2 separate regions of the Bombyx mori genome follow, and region 1 is linked to region 2. A link is a contact called in public Hi-C data. All regions are on one chromosome and are shown on one strand. The core of a region is the stretch at or near the end of the contact, and the rest is flanking DNA. Distances in the headings are between cores, read along the strand shown. Region 1 holds the start of Gro (groucho). Region 2 overlaps Gro (groucho).

Region 1 (4,951 bases), core at 848-3,347, 54 kb before region 2:
ACCGACATTTGTATCTGATAACCAGATTCACGCCCTAAAGTGTTTTCAGATGTGACGTCATCGAACCGGATATTAAGTTCACTGAATTTTACGATAGCTTCGTAATCGTACTTCTGTAGCTTTTAAGGTTTACCTACCCGTGCGGACTCACAAGAGGCCCCACTACACGTAAACTAAGTATCACCAGTTCATCATAAAATTTTACATTCCCGTTTTCAAATCAAAAACGTTTAACATCGGACTAAAAATGTGATAAAATGAAATAGCTCTTAAATCCCAATAACGGTGATCGTAAATACAAATAATCGAATGCACTCCAATCTCGAGTTAATGCCTTTTTAACTAATGACTATAAAATAGTGAATCTCAATTTATAGTTGAACAATTTATTAACAAACGAAATTATTTTATGTTGGTACCTTTTTTTTTTTTTTATTGCCTTTGTAGGCAGACGAGCGCACGGCCCACCCGATGGTAAGTGGTTACCGTCGCCCATGGACTTCAGCAATGCCAGGAGCAGAGCCAAGCCGCTGCCTACTGCTTAATACTTTCCACAAGCCTCGTTTGAAGAAGGACATGTCATAGCGTTCGGGAAACACCGTGGAGGGGAGCTCATTCCATAGCCGGATGGTACGTGGCAAAAAAGACCTCTGGAAATGCACTGTGGATGACCGCAGTGGCTCCAGGTAGTATGGATGAACTCTACTCCGGTGGCGGGCGGTGCGATGGTAAAAACGAGACGTTGGTATCATCTCGAACAATTCCTCAGAGCATTCCCAAGGGACATGCGGTACAAAATACAGAGGGACCCGAAGTCCCTCCGCAGACCCAGAGTACCTAGTCGCGTAATAGAACTGTGATTGCAAATTAGGGTTACTATTGCTCTACGCTTGAATTTATCGTCTTAAATATACAAATAGCAATAAATAGTTTGCGTAAGAACTATTATCTCAGTATAGTGTAGGCAAGTATCTACTTTGGTACCAGTATTCGTTAATAAGTATAAATGTTTTGGTGTAAAATATTAGGTAAAAACAAAGGCTTATTACATACATAAATGGAAAATATTTAAATACATAGAAGTTATGATGTTCAGACATACCTGACCCAAATTAGGTATTATTTTTTTGTATTTCAAGTTGACCACTGTTGGGTAGGCCTTTCTCCACCTTCGACAAAATATATACCAATGCACCAAAAGTACAAGATAAATCCGATCCCACATAATAAAACGTATAAATTAGAAAATTCAAAAGCATTTATTCCAAATTCAACGTAGGTCGCGGTTCAAGTCTGTACATTACAAGAAAAATTAATTAACTCTATTTTGTTGATTCAAATTCTAAAACATAATTGCACGCATGTACCTATTTACCGAATAAGTTTGTTATTACGTCATCAAATTACAATCACTCGTGTATTACAGTCAACGAGTGGATATTTAAAATACTTCAGATTTGTGTTCGCAGCGTACGTAGTTAATGAAGGTGGTAGGTACTTGAAGCATAATCGCAGGCACTCAATACGTTCAAAGTAAACTAATAAATAATAATTGAATAACGTTAATGCTTAATGTGTGTGAAGTTTTAGCTCAGTCCCGCCGGTGTTCAACTCCGCTGCATCTATCAAGACCGATAACCCGATCACTGGTGACCCGTTCGCCCCGGATTACCGAATTAAACTGACCGCGTTAATATTTTAATCTATTACCGGAGACCTTCTCTTACTTCATTGCACTCAAACCCATCTAGGTGCTCGCAAAAATACCAATTAAAACACGATTATAACTATTTAGATTGCTGATATAACATCAAACACACACAAACAGAGACTTATTAAAATTGCATATCACTTGCCAAAGCAAACAGAACGAAATAACTCAGGCGACCAAACACCGACACCCTCCGCCCTCCCAGAAAATCCCCAGATAATACGTATCTATTAGAGCGTATATCTCCGATTCGACTAAAGTATTCCTCAAACATGAAGATAGTCGACGAAAAATTCGAGTGGAGAAAATATGTACGGCAGCGGCAATCGGCATGCGAGGGTCGGATGATGGGGTCCGACGGTGGGGTGGGGGCGCCCCGCGCGCCAGTCCGCTCGCAGCCTTCGCGCAGTTAACACGTGCGCCGTCTGACGCTGTGACGGAGAACCGCGTGCGACCGACCGCGTGGAGTGTTGTTCTGTGGATCTTGTGCAGTGTGTGCTGTGCCCTATATTCGTTCAGTGTAGACCATGACCGTTAGTGTTTGACGCTGGGATGTATCCGAGTGCGGGCGCTATGAACGCCGCCGCCGCCGCCGCAGCCGTGGCGGCCGCCAGGCATCCGGTGAGCGACACTCGCATCGCATAAATCACTCCCGATTATCATCTCTTCGACTGACGTCTTTATGACTGACGAACGAGCGAGAGTCTTACAATTCCAGTGAAAGCGCTTTCTAACACGAAACGTCACTGTAACGTTAATATTATTCAAATTTCACGCATCGACCTACCGGTGCATGCAAGATGTACACAACAAAACTGGAATTAATTTCACGGAAATTTTTAATTGACATGTTAATGTAAAGATTTTCACGTGCATAAAACATTCTGCTCGTAAATGCGCGTTGATGTCTTTTCTGCATCCGTTTACATAAATAACGTATTATTGAAATCAGTGTCTCCGAACGAGTGATATGTCGTTTGTGTTTGAGATACCGTTTTGTTAAAATTTTTAATGTTTGTGACTTAATAACATCGTTGAAAGGTACAAAGTGAATCTTGGAGTGGTAATAAAAGCTTAAAAGTAATAATAAGCAGTTGAATGGAACAGGCAAATAGGCGAGGGCTGTGCGCTCCCCGCTGCGACCGACTGGCGACCATTGTCTGACACTCGATTACCCGTGAAATTGTCTGTAAAGGATTCTATCGGACAACCAAATCAGACGGACCGTTTTCTCAAAAACGAAGCCACCAGGTGCGCACAGCTCAAACCGCTTTCAAATTTGAACAAAATATTTATGACCGTCTTTGAAATGCTAGTTGACCTCCTGCACTTAATCGTGTAGATTTAAAATCCCCGGTAACCATCACTGTTGTGTAATAAAACAGACTTTAAGTTTTAATCACAATATTAATCAGTTTACAGCTATTACTAAAATTGCTTTTGTCGTTTTTAAAACAGTGATTTATCAACAGACCCACTGCAATAATATCTATACTTGAGGCCTATAAAATCAAAGGCAGCTAAATCCAAGTCTGTCAAATATTAAGGTAAACTACAAAAATCGGCCCTAAACACGTCGTTACGGATCCTCCCGATCCATCGAAGTACTGCTCTTGCTAGGGCCAGTGTTAGCAACACTCCCGGTTTGAGAAGCTGAAAATACTTTGTTCGGGTAGCTACGATATTCTTTATTTTAAAGCAGATTTATAAAGAATGAGAATATTACTAATAATCTGAATTTTAAATGATAAAACTTCGTTCATATTTGAGTACAGAGTAAAAATAAAAATTTTGAATTGAATTTGTCAGAGATTTAGCTGCATTTGTTATAACATGAAAACACTAAAGCGTGTCCAACTAACTAAACAAGATAGCGCCATTGTTTATCCATTTTACGACATTAAGGAATTTAGCTGCCTTTGATTTTATAGGCCTCACTTGTTAATAAGCACTCCGCAAGTCGCAACGGATGACATAAAGAATAATTTGAGTGGAGGCGAGGCTAAGTCGTGTCTGCGAACCGCGTCGCCTCTGTCCCTGTGCGCGTTCGGAAAACCCACCGCGATACAAGAATCCATTTCAATGCTTATTTCAAATTATAGTGTGGTTTGTAAGCGCTCGTCGTGACTGACAATCGTTTGTGAAGCCGTACACCGCATATGGATAACGTAATTAACATTTTTTTTTATATATATACCTAATAAAACTAAACAAAGCGTTCGGGAATAAAGTCTTTGTGTAATGTCAGAACGAATCCGCTTTGATACGAGAACGTTATTGAGATACAGATCATTGTATAAAAGCGTCAGTTGGCATGTTTGTTCGTCCTTGACGTGAGTTTTTGTTTTTTTTTGCAAATGTTTATGGGCGGAGAATGATAAGCTCCTATTTATCTTAGTCAATTTAGAAGTTTCTCCGGTTCTCGCGAATCGTACAAATAATTAAAATTGCTATTACGATTTAATCTCATGGCTTTCATTGTGTTATTTCAGACGACTTGAGTTTTTCGTAACCACCAAAACAATAGAATGATTAAAATAAATGCCATATCAAATGAGATTAAGACCATATTTTAGACTTACGTATTAAGTTTAATTGAAACCGTAGGCCATACTTGTTGTTAGCTATTACATAATCAGTGATTATCATTAAAGTAGTTATGTTAAGATAATATTTTGTAGCACCCAATTGTATACATCTGTAGCTGAATTAAACCAATAAACTCATTTCATGAGACAATTAAAAATGAAAACACAGAGAAACGAAACACACTCGAATCCATTACGTATCTACGAATCGATGACAATGAAAAGCAACTTAAATTATCGTTTTGATTAAATAAACGGACAATAAAATATGCTTTGCTAATAAATATTTTATTTATTACACGGACATAATGTAAAAGTTGGCAGCGAAACCGAGAAGGAAAACAAGACAAATGAAATAGAGAAGACTTCATTACTGAATCTAAGTAGATACGTTTTATTGCGTCTTTTGTCACGGCCAAGTGCCCATAAAAACTAGGTTCCGCAAATAATAAAAACCGAACAATAAAGAACGTATGAAACTATATTTATTAGTCACGTGTTCGCTTGTCACTCCATTACTTAAGCTAGACCACTGACGTATGTACATTGTACTTTAAGTCGAGACCGAAAATGCATCGTTCGAATAAAATAATTCCCACATAGTATCATGCGTGTATGTCACATTAATTCACACGTGACAATCGTTTAATGA
Region 2 (5,321 bases), core at 2,687-5,186:
AGCCCACCTGGTGTTAAGTGGTTACTGGAGCCCATTGACATCCACAACGTAAATGCGACACCCACCCCGAGACAAGTTCTAAAGTCTCAAGTATAGTTAGTTATTTAAATCTCTTTACCTAGGTGTATCGATTTCTGCTTAGATGATGGCCTCATAGATAATACACATAAATTAGTTATAGATACGCGTCAAGCACTCAACAAACATGTTTACGGGCGTCGGCCACTAGATTCCACCGTTTCGATTAGTTTCTCATTGCTCCTGTAGATGGCAGTAACTTATTACGTATCTTATATTTATTTTTAATGAAGGATTTTGTAAATTTTCAGAAACCACAAATTGATAAATTTTAATAAATTTGTCTATAACAAATAAAGACTTGTATGATTTTTTACAATACAATAATACAATACAATAATTAAATGCTTTAATTTTGACAACATATAAGGTGTCGCTAGTTTCCATGCAAAAGAATAATTGTCTTAAAGTATCGCAGTTTCAGGGCCCTGGATGGCCCATTCAGTGTTAATGGTTATTGTGATTAAATCTCGCCGTGCCTGTTCGATGTCAGATAAGCTGAACAACAACAAACAGTTGTGCTCGGTTTAACAAACAACAAAAAAAACGTGCTCGAGTCGGCTGTTAATTGAAATCGCTGCATGTAATTAGCGGGTAGGTGGGTGCGATAGCTCGCGACCGGGTGCACGTCTTCATAATTTATCTCAATTAGTCTGCGACGTAATGAGCGGAAGGGCGGTAGACGAGCCAAACGTTTGCTTCGTTACACAGAGTTACAAATTAAAAACACAATAATTATAATTTTAACGCATAATATCTAACAAGAAAATCGAAAGTACTCTGAAGACGTTATCATATAAGCATTTAATGTAGGTACTTCGATTGACTAATACGAGAGTTTGTTGCTAACAATATCGTGCAGCATGTTACCTTCTTGCACTGATAGGTCGGTCGCATGTACATGTACACATGTTCGGTTGCACGCCGCCCGTGCTAGCCGACTACCCGCAAACCATTCCACCGCACGAACCTTCTTGCTCCTTTCATGCTTATCACGCATTTACATATGCTAAGCTAACTCACTTGCTGTATACGAGCATCGAAAATGTTTCATGAATAAATTTGTATCCCAATTCGATCGTTAACTTCTGAGTCGACAAACATGTCAACGTGATTTCTTTTCAAATAAAAACGAGGCTTACTAAACACCAGAAGACAAACAAAAAGAATTGAATCAAATAATCTTGGGTTCGCTCGGAGCGATTAATCACAAAAAGTGAGCGGGTCGCAGCCCTTTTTCGAGTTTCCTCGTTACGGACTAAGACGAGAATCATTAGGAATTAAATTTCCCCTTTCATTAGTCCCTCAACCCTCGTATAATTCCGGACGCGGAGCAATAACAATATAAATCCCCCGTCGCGTCGAGCGGGGGATTACGGCTTGTCTCGACCCTAATTTAGGGCTACCCCCGCTCCGGATTAACGAAGTGGCGGAATCCACTAGGGTTGTCGCTGCGCATAAACTTGTTACGTGTTTAATGTTTTATTGACGGGTGGCAAGGGAACTCTCATTTAAATAACAGTTCATTCGTAGCTACCAATGACTTCACTTACTCGTCCTCTATTACACTTTAGATAAGCGATATTGAATAACGTTAAAATGTAGATTATTTTTCTACCTGATAAACCTAAAAAAAAAAAAATACATCCACTCTATAAATATTCACATTCCAAAACAACAAATGACAATTAAAATAAAACTTTTAATTGCAACGTGTTAAAATGTTAATCCACAATTAAATAACACGCTCGCCAACAGCGCCATTGACCCACGCCGTATCCGAGTGGCCAGTGGCGCTATAAACTAAACGTGTATTTAGGAGTCGAAAGCGCTTTGTTTAAAGGTCGGACAGCGACCTTTACAAATTAATTTTTCGTGGTATTATGCTGTTAAATCGGATAGTTCGTTAAGGCGGAACGAATTGTTTATAGCCGGCATTAAGCCGTAGCGGGAGTGGCGACGCGCGTATTGTGCGGGTGAGACTCTCGGGGGAACGTGAACCCTCGAACCCTCTGATTTAAACAAAAAGGATTCATGACACTCATGAATTTGAAAACACATGCCCCAAAATAATTTCACTCGCAAAAGGAAAAAAAAAACAGTACATACTTCGCTTTTTATCTAAATTCAAATCAGCTACTGTCATATTAAGCTCGTTCTAGTGGAAAAAAAATTGCATAATACCTATCTTTTTTTTTTGTATCTAATAATACTGGCTGACAATTTCTTTAAAACATAAACGATAAGTTTAACAACAATTTTCCGAACGAGTTGTCGGCTCGGCGACGAAACCCAATTCGGGGTAATTTATTTAAGTAATTTCACAAAGCGAAGCCGCGTACACCATATTAAAATTTTCCCTCGGAACCGCAAAGTAGACGCAAACACAAAATTAAAGTCGTCGACACTTAAAGGGCTCTAAGTTTCGAGGAGAGTTTCCGTGAAATTTCTCTCGGAATGTCGAAATGGCGGATGAGTTTCGCAAGTCAACTCAATTATCGTTTTAATTAAGGCGCTGTGCCACGTGACATTTGTTTGCGTGCGTGAAAGTGATCGCGCCCCGCTCCCCCTAGACGTTCCCCCCCTCTCCTCTCTTCCTGTTAATTGTGCTAATTACTCCTGTAATGGAGCAAGGGCTGGGGTGAGATTGCTTATCGACGGTTTCCCCGGGAATTTATGTGATACAATTGTAAAGCCGTTCATTAATTAATATCTCGAATTTTAAATAAGGAATGCTTTTACACCTTCGCTGCCTTATTCGTTTAAAAAGGTTTTTCTTCAATCTTAATATTAGTTATAAGGTAAAAATTTATTCTACTAAACATAGTCGTTTTCTTTAATATCAAAAGTTACATTTAGAGAGCTATCGAAGAAAAGGTTCAACGGCAATTTCGTTGGGCACGTTTCCAAAAGCACAATGCAAGCATTATAACGTATGGCAGCTTCCGCGGAGACCATTCATAGCATTTCGGCATAATAGCTTGCACTCTCGAACAGATTGCCGGGGGTAGCCAGGGGCGAGCGAGCACGTCACTTCCACAACGAGTACCAGGCAATTTGGTTATTTGAGGTCGGCCATAAACCGATAGCGAACGCAGTAAACGCAATCCTCCACTCGCGACTATAAACTTTACGAGTCACGTAAAAACGCGCTCGAAACGCCGACTCGCTACCATAAATTTATGCTAATGTATTCTTTATAGGAGTTTAATGTGTATTCAGAATTCCACCATTATTTATGTATACGAATGAACCGGTAAAGTTAATTTTAAAGTCGCACAGCGCCCCGCGGTTTACGCGTTCGCAAGCTATTAATTTTTTGTGACTTTCTGTGGCCCTCGTTTCCGACTAAAGCGGATTCTTGTTTCCGAATCATTATATTTAGTATCACGTAGATCGGTAGCGACAAACTGTTTAAATGATTATCATTAAACATTATTTGTTCATTTCTATATTTAGTAGTATTCTTGCAAATACTTTATACGATAATGTTCTACTTAAAGATAGGTAGCGTCGAAAACGTACAAAAACAAAATCATTCGTTGAAAGTAATATAAAACGCTAGTCATATAAAACGGATGGCTCCGATAACAGCCGAAAACGTCGCGTGTAAATCACGTAACTTTTCAAAACTATTATGCCTGAAATATAGTCCGAACTCAATCCGTACATTTCCGAGCGACGGGCGGTCTATTTATCTATTTCCCCCGTTTCCGCCCCCGAGCGTCCGGTTAACCGCCCCCCTTCCGGTTAACCGGGCGGCGGCAGAGCGGCGCGCGCGGCTAAACGGCTCGTCGCGTGACCGCAGACAATAAGCCCGGGCGGCGTTAACAGCGCGCCTGTGTGTTGCCACTTTATATGTTACGTCACTAAGCACTCCTCTCCCTCTAGCCGTCCGCCTCTTGACGAGGCACATGTGTACGACGTGACCTCTACGCCAGACGGCCACCATATACTTGTGGTACGTGTACTAGTGTACCCAATGCTTGTGGTGTACCACTAATGTCGCAAGTGACTAATGATGATCGTTCTACTGGCCAATTCGGAATTTTTCATCGCGGTAGTAAATACTCCTTTCTTTAAATTTACCATCATAATAAGTAAAATAGAAATTTTACAAATTTTGTAACGCAAGTTGTGGTTGTAGTTGCATTAACGAATAAACAAAAGAAATTCGGAACAAAATTATGTGTTCACATACGCATACGCATGCTTGCACAACAATAAGAAGTGATTCATAATGATTATTACCTTCCACTTAAATAATATAAATACGCAAAGAAAACAATAAACTAGTTTTGTTTGAAACGAAATTATAAAATACACGATAACAAAATACAAAATGTACGGCATCTGACCGCAAATTCCATCTATGAAATTAACGATAAACCGCAAACCGTCTACAGCTGAATGAATAATTGGTAGGAGCAACGTGGAGTAGGTATATTCGTTTGACTCCGATCTGACACGTCGCATTACAGAAAGCCGGGCAGAGTTCTCGAAATTTCCTTTGCTTCAAATTCGATGTTGAACACAGTTGTCGAGTTCGTCCGATCGTAAAATCGAACCCTAGTCATTCTTATCTGAGCTGTCCTTAACACACGACTTAGATACAAAACTACATATTCAGACAAGGAAGTTAGCAAGGCCATTAGGTATATTAACGACATTTTAATGATTGTAGAAGTTAATTGCGTAAAAAAATTACCGTAGAATGAGCACGATGTACATTATAGTTTACAAATTGAACAAATTGATGTTGTTCTAAGAATTATCCACACAACGATAACAAAAATAAAAAAATTAAATTAACATATTAATAAATTATACCGATTACATTGATTGGAGCTTTTTTTAAATTAGTGAGTAAAAATATTTCTTCGATGTTTAAAAAAATGTTAATCCACGATACACAAAGTAATTTATGTGGTGTGTTAATTTATTATTCATATGTAACCATATAATGCAAATGTTTATTTTATATATATTTTTATTACTCATATACATATTTATATACAATAAACTAAACCAATCTATAAATGCTACGCTGTGTTATAAGCATGCTGTTATTAAAACTAGTGGTCCCGCAGTAGTCGAAATTCGACTATAATTAATTGAAATTATGTCTGGTTCTATTGTCAAAGACTATTATATATCTATAGACAGATTTCGCCAAGAAACATAAACAATATTAACTTATTCTCAATTTGACTTATAGAACATACTTCAGTGATTTGACTACA

What was found. Hi-C and Micro-C count contacts between places; a contact is called where the count stands out from the background.
Region 1: a Hi-C map of midgut shows a contact between it and region 2, with 2.3 times the contacts expected there. The contact joins the promoter of Gro here to the enhancer-like site in region 2. A contact is called at or near these places in 2 of 7 Hi-C or Micro-C datasets (midgut and an unstated tissue).

What each region holds. Positions count from the first base shown.
Region 1 is chr21:9,457,038-9,461,988 of ASM3026992v2, reverse strand. Gro (groucho) reads left to right here and starts at 2,097. Exons shown (of 16, transcript NM_001134889.1): 1 at 2,097-2,332. The coding sequence starts at 2,264.
Region 2 is chr21:9,404,811-9,410,131 of ASM3026992v2, reverse strand. All of the region lies in intron 7 of Gro (groucho), which reads left to right. Among protein-coding and RNA genes, the nearest start is that of LOC119630126, 19 kb to the right of the region's middle. Within about 2 kb of position 3,936, at least 8 of the 8 cell types and tissues checked have open chromatin away from gene starts, as enhancers often do.